Linked DNA regions of Pan troglodytes: region 1 is linked to region 2. A link is a contact called in public Hi-C data. All regions are on one chromosome and are shown on one strand. The core of a region is the stretch at or near the end of the contact, and the rest is flanking DNA. Distances in the headings are between cores, read along the strand shown.

What was found. A called contact is a pair of places that touch in the nucleus more often than the background predicts.
Region 1: a Hi-C map of stem cell-derived neural progenitor cells shows a contact between it and region 2, with 12 times the contacts expected there. The contact joins the enhancer-like site here to the promoter of JAG1 in region 2. A contact is called at or near these places in 2 of 7 Hi-C or Micro-C datasets (induced pluripotent stem cells and stem cell-derived neural progenitor cells) and 1 of 1 datasets of contacts at active chromatin or transcription factors (stem cell-derived excitatory neurons).

The regions. Positions count from the first base shown.
Region 1 is chr21:18,069,225-18,072,038 of NHGRI_mPanTro3-v2.0_pri, reverse strand. No RefSeq gene overlaps it. Among named protein-coding and RNA genes, the nearest start is that of BTBD3, 330 kb to the left of the region's middle. Within about 2 kb of position 1,383, at least 6 of the 24 cell types and tissues checked have an H3K27ac peak or open chromatin away from gene starts, as enhancers often do. A contact at or near this core is called in stem cell-derived neural progenitor cells, where this site is marked.
Region 2 is chr21:17,184,972-17,187,671 of NHGRI_mPanTro3-v2.0_pri, reverse strand. JAG1 (jagged canonical Notch ligand 1) reads left to right here and starts at 1,266. Exons shown (of 26, transcript XM_001169666.7): 1 at 1,266-2,700.

The sequences.
Region 1 (2,814 bases), core at 134-2,633, 880 kb before region 2:
AAAAAAAAAAACCACTGGGTAGGCTGGGCTCGGTTGCTCACGCCTGTAATCCCAGCACTTTAGGAGACCAAGGTGGGCAGATCTCCTGAGGTTAGGAGTTCGAGACCAGCCTGGCCAACGTGGTGAAACCCAGTCTTAACTAAAAATACAAAAGTTAGCCAAGCATGGTGGCTTGCGCCTGTAATCCCAGCTAGTCGGGAGGCTGAGGCAGGAGAATCACTTGAAACCGGGAGGCAGAGGTTGCAGTGAGCCGAGATCGCGTCATTGCACTCCAGCCTGGGCAACAAGAACAAAACTTCATCTCAAAAAACAAACAAACAAACAAACAAACCCAAAACCATCAGGGAGCCCTGAACACTCAGAAAAGGTAATTCTAGAGGGAGACAATTAGATCCATGGAGTTGAGTCATCATTAGTTTCATCAAAGAGAAGAAACACGCTGAGTCCTCAGAGACAGCCACTTTCTGAGACCCAGTGTCTGTGCGTTATTCTTTGACAGAAGTTCTCCCTGACGGATGCAGCCGTTGGTCCCAGTCTCTACTTCGTCTTGACTGTGATGATTCTCTACGTATAAAACCCTCCACCAAATTATAAACTAGGGAGACTCAGCTAAATATAGGTGCTCAAAAACATACTGAATTTGAATGTTGGACGGTTTAGTGCCCAGCTTCCCCACACATATTCACAACACAACAAAACACAATAACGTTAGCCCATGTGTCTGTGCCAGTACTTCCCTTTTAAAAAATCAAAAATACAGCCAGCAGATGGCGAGAGTGGATCATATTTGAACTGTAGGTAAACTAGGTTTTCAGTAGTTTTTGGAGACACTCCTCAGTTACTTTTTATTTGTTGTTTGTTTTGGTTTCCTTTTCCTTTGAATGGAATCAAATTTGCACCTCAGGGCAGAATTAGAAGTAATCACGAAGGTAACTAAGAAAAAAAAAACCAAGGTGAACTAGGGCTTAAGGGCTCTAAATACATCGTTTTATTAACTCTCAAACATTTTTTAGGAGGGTAAGTTTGGAAGGGGAGAGGAGTAAAAAGCCAAATAGTTTGGATAATCGCCCAAATGTAGGTAGGTTGATTAAAATAGTCATTCATTTCTGAAGTACTCAGCAATACTGCTTCCAAGATATGTCCCTTATATTTTACTCTCACATATAATTATTGGCCAAAAATTGTGGGCTCAACCCTAGAGGATAAATTTTACAGGTCATAAATGTTCTAAATGTTGTTCTTCTCTGGACTGCCCAAGGCAGCCTGAACAACAGGCTGAGATTTGCTTCAGGTTATCTCTCCACCATCTTCAACGCTCGCCCACAAATGAGATGCCAAGGGTCACTCTGTGTCAGGACTTGGTGAGAAAAGCCACTGGAATGTTTAATTTCTCTCTGGACAGAAAGCTTCTTTGTCCACACATGTATTGTAATGCTGGGACACACAGTTGTCCATGGGGGGAAAGAAAGGGCTACAAAGAATGCAGAAAAAATAAATAATATAAGTCAAGCACATAGTTACCTAGGAAGGTAAATGTGAGGATTGGGGAAGTTTACAGAAAATAAAAATTGTTCACAGGATCGCTAAATATTTCCTCACTCTTTAAGATGACATTAAGATATGTTAATTTTTAAGCTATTTTAATGTTTGAGAATCATGACTCTATGAGAGAGAGAGAGAGAATGCCTGTATTTCCAAGTTTGCAAGTAAGTAAGGTCAAGTTAGAAAGTCAGAGACAGGAAGCAGAATGTGTGTGTGTGTGTGTGTGTGTGTGTGTGTGTGTGTGTGTGTGTGTAGAATATTCCTGTCTGCTTTGTGCCACAAATTCTTGGAAAGGCTGTTGTATGCCTAAGTTTAGCTCCACTATATAGCTTGTTGCAGTTTCTGTACCTAAAAGAAGGGTCCTTGTGTCCCCACAAAATATCTTTTCGGTTATTGGGTGAGCTATGCCCATCCACTTAGCATAGGTATTTACAAACACAACAACATAGATGACATACATGATAACCATTTTATAAAGAAAGGTTTCAGAATTATTTTTAGCTTGTAATTTTATTCTGATTGATGTCTTCATTGAATATACTGGACAGACTTTTAAACAGTTAATAAAACAACACACCTCTAATATCTGTTTGTGAAAATGTAAACTAGATATGCTTACATAAGGAAAAAAAACTAAAGCAAGGTAAAAACGTAGATATTTTCGAAGCAACTCATCTAAAACTAACTTCCAAACATACTTTAAAAGTTTGAATCTAACAATATTCTTCAGAACATTGGTTGACTAATTTAACTAGTTTTTTTTTAAAGCAAAAAAGGTACAAAGATTTTGGACACAGTATTATATTAATGTGACACCAGAAAACATCTAAAGGTTAAAAATCCAGGAAACTGTCTAGCATACAAAGGCATGTTCATTCATGGAAATACTTTGTTGTGAAAACAAGTAATTGACGTGTTTATGTTCATAACATTAAAAACACAAAGATAAAAAATTGTGCAAATAGTATGAATGCAAAACACCACAAATTAAAACAAATTCATAGACAATATGACTGGAAGAAAATTCATCGATAAGTCCATAGCAGAAATACCTGGGGGTGATGTTCTGGTTCATTTATTTCTGAATTTCTCTGTAATTTTCCCCTAGATTTTAATGGCTATTTCTATTAAAAAGACACGTATAAACATGTAAGTATTCATGTTTTAAGTCATCATTTTGCATAGTTCTGTTTCCAGCCTCAGTTTGTTCTTCTGCAAAATAAAGGCATTCTGGTATCCCACGTGTCTGTATCAAAACAACCCCTTGAGCAT
Region 2 (2,700 bases), core at 17-2,516:
AACATTACCCCACAATGCCACCAGAAGAGCCTCAAGCCCATCCCAATGAAGCTCTGCTCCCACCCACCCACCCTCAAAATCACTCTTGTGATCTTTTTTCACCAGTTTTTCCTGTTCTGGAACTCCGTATAAATAAATTCATACAGGATGTAGTCTTTTGTGTCTGGCTTATTTCACTTAACATAATATTTTTTAGATCATCGATGTTACTGCTTATAATAGCAGTTCTCAATAAATATTGATTAGCTTATTTTAACCACAGTGTTGATTAACCAAGGATTACAGTTGATCAGATGTACTTAAATACAGCTAATATAGCTTGAATGTCTCTTATAAAGCTTTTGCAGGTTCAGAACTGCTATATGTTGTTGACTAGATAAAAGTGGGGCAAGTTTTCTGGGAAAAGAAAAAATGAGGCATCCATCATCTTTTTAGAATTAAAGGAAAAGATATCCAAGGATGATGTTTTGAGCACACGAGACAGGTCAGATAGTAACTGACTACAAGCCTCTCCCCTTCTCTCAGGTGTAGGTATGACAGCTAAAGATGGCATTTTCCACAGGAAGGTTTTTCTGGAATATTCATTTACACTTGGAGGCTATACCCCAAAGCAGGACAAGGCCTGCCAAGGGGGAATCTCTGTATTTCAGTTCTCTCGGCAGCAGTTCCTCATTCTCTAAGGAGGGGGGCTGACAACTGGCTTCAAGGAAGCGGAGGATAGAGCTTCCACTTAGTGTCTGTTGTGGTAAACGTGACTGGCTTTTTGGGGGAGTCCCAATTATTTGGAAGAGCCCCAACTGAAAATTTTCAAAAGAATTCCCTCTAGCCCACAACTGCCTTCTCTAAAAGTGGGTTCCCAGGCTCAGGAAGGGTGTGGGACTCTGTGCTATGTGACATGAAAATTTTGTGTTTATCAGTGATTTGACGTTCTTGTTAGGTGTAATCTGGTAGTTTTCACCTCTCAGAATTTATATTTTCTTTCCTATCAGTCAAATGGGCTAAATTCACTGGTGGACTGGAGGTGACACCGGCTTGCATGTGGCCCAGATTGCAACTGGTGGCACCTGCAATCTCAGGTAGCCCTTCTAGGTGAAGCCAGGTGGAGATCTAAACACTTTAACTAAAGGTCTGGCTCCGCAGCCTCTTTCCTGAGAGCTGTGGGGGGCACAAGGCACAGAATTAAAACAGGGTCCGACACAGGGAACTCCAAGGAATGTGCTCTTTAAGATCACACCAGCCTTTTTCAGCACCATTTTGCCTTTTTTTTTTTTTTTTTTTTTTGAGATGGAGTCTCGCTCTGTCGCCAGGCTGGAGTGCAGTGGCATGATCTCAGCTCACTGCAACCTCCGCCTCCCAGGTTGAAGCGATTCTCCTCTCTCAGCCTCCCGAGTAGCTGGGACTACAGGTATGCGCCACCACGCCCAGCTAATTTTTGTATTTGTAGTAGAGACCGGGTTTCACCATGTTGACCAGGATGGTCTCAATCTCTTGACCTCGTGATCCACCCGCCTCGGCCTCCCAAAGTGCTGGGATTGCAGGCGTGACCCACAGCTCCCGGCCCATTTTACTTTTAAACCGTTATTTAGCACCCAAACTCAGGGATACTTGGGAGTAGAAATTAGAACAGGACAGATAAGTGGGGAGACTGGTGTTGATGGAAACCTCAGTGAGAAAAGTGTAGATGGGATTACAGTTGACAACTGGTTGCCTTGATTTAGGATAATTGGGGAAAGGGAGGCTGGGGCACATTGAAACACCCAGGTTGTCGCTGCCTACCCCAGCTGCTAACATGACCAGCTGTAAACTTGCTCTGTTCTTAGAAACCTCCCTTCCAAAACATGGATTCTCTCGCCAGTGCTCAAGATGGGACACATTACCACTAAGTAAGCACTTTTCTTAGGAGCATTTCTTAGGCTGTTAAAATGCCAAGACTCCTAACCATCCTTGGTAGCTTTGAACCTATGTAAAGAGGTCAGTTAGCTGCCCTAGTTTATTCCTCAGAATGATGAGATTTGGCACTGAAAATATTGTTCATACTGAGCCTCCCATCAAATGCAATAAGTAGATAACCACAAATACCCACCCTTTTATGCTCGTAACTCAGCATGTTGGAAACTATTTTCCCTTGACCTATTGCCAGCCCATCACGCCCCACACCCAGGAGAACTCAAGCCCCAAACCGGCCGCTGAACAGTCACGCTTTTCTGCAGGACATACCTACTATTAGGGCCAAAACTTTGTCCACCCTTCAAAGGAAGTCGATGTTTCCATATAAAGGTCCCCTCAAATGCAACAGCAAGCCCGTTGGGAGAGGGGTTGGCAGAGGCTACGGCCAGCCCACGGGCTTTCTTCGACCTTGATTATGACCAGGAGTGTAGCTGTTAATTGCGAGGCTTGCCTCAAGGTGGAAAACAGTATCGGTTTCCACTGCCACCCCAGAGAAGGCAAGTTCCGCGGCTGGCGGTGGTGGGGACACGGTCCCTCCCAGGCCCATCTCTTGCCACCCAGAGAGCTGCTCGGAGGCCGCCTACAGGTGCAATCCCGGCACTGCGGCCGGGGCGGGCGTCCAAGTCCACCAGCATCTCCGCCGGCCCTTCCCAAAGCCTGAACAGGGCCCCGGCGTGCCCGCCGCCTTCTACCCCCGGTTTCCCCGCGCCTCTGCCCCGGCGCGGTTTGGAAAGGAAGCTGGGAGCCCTCCCA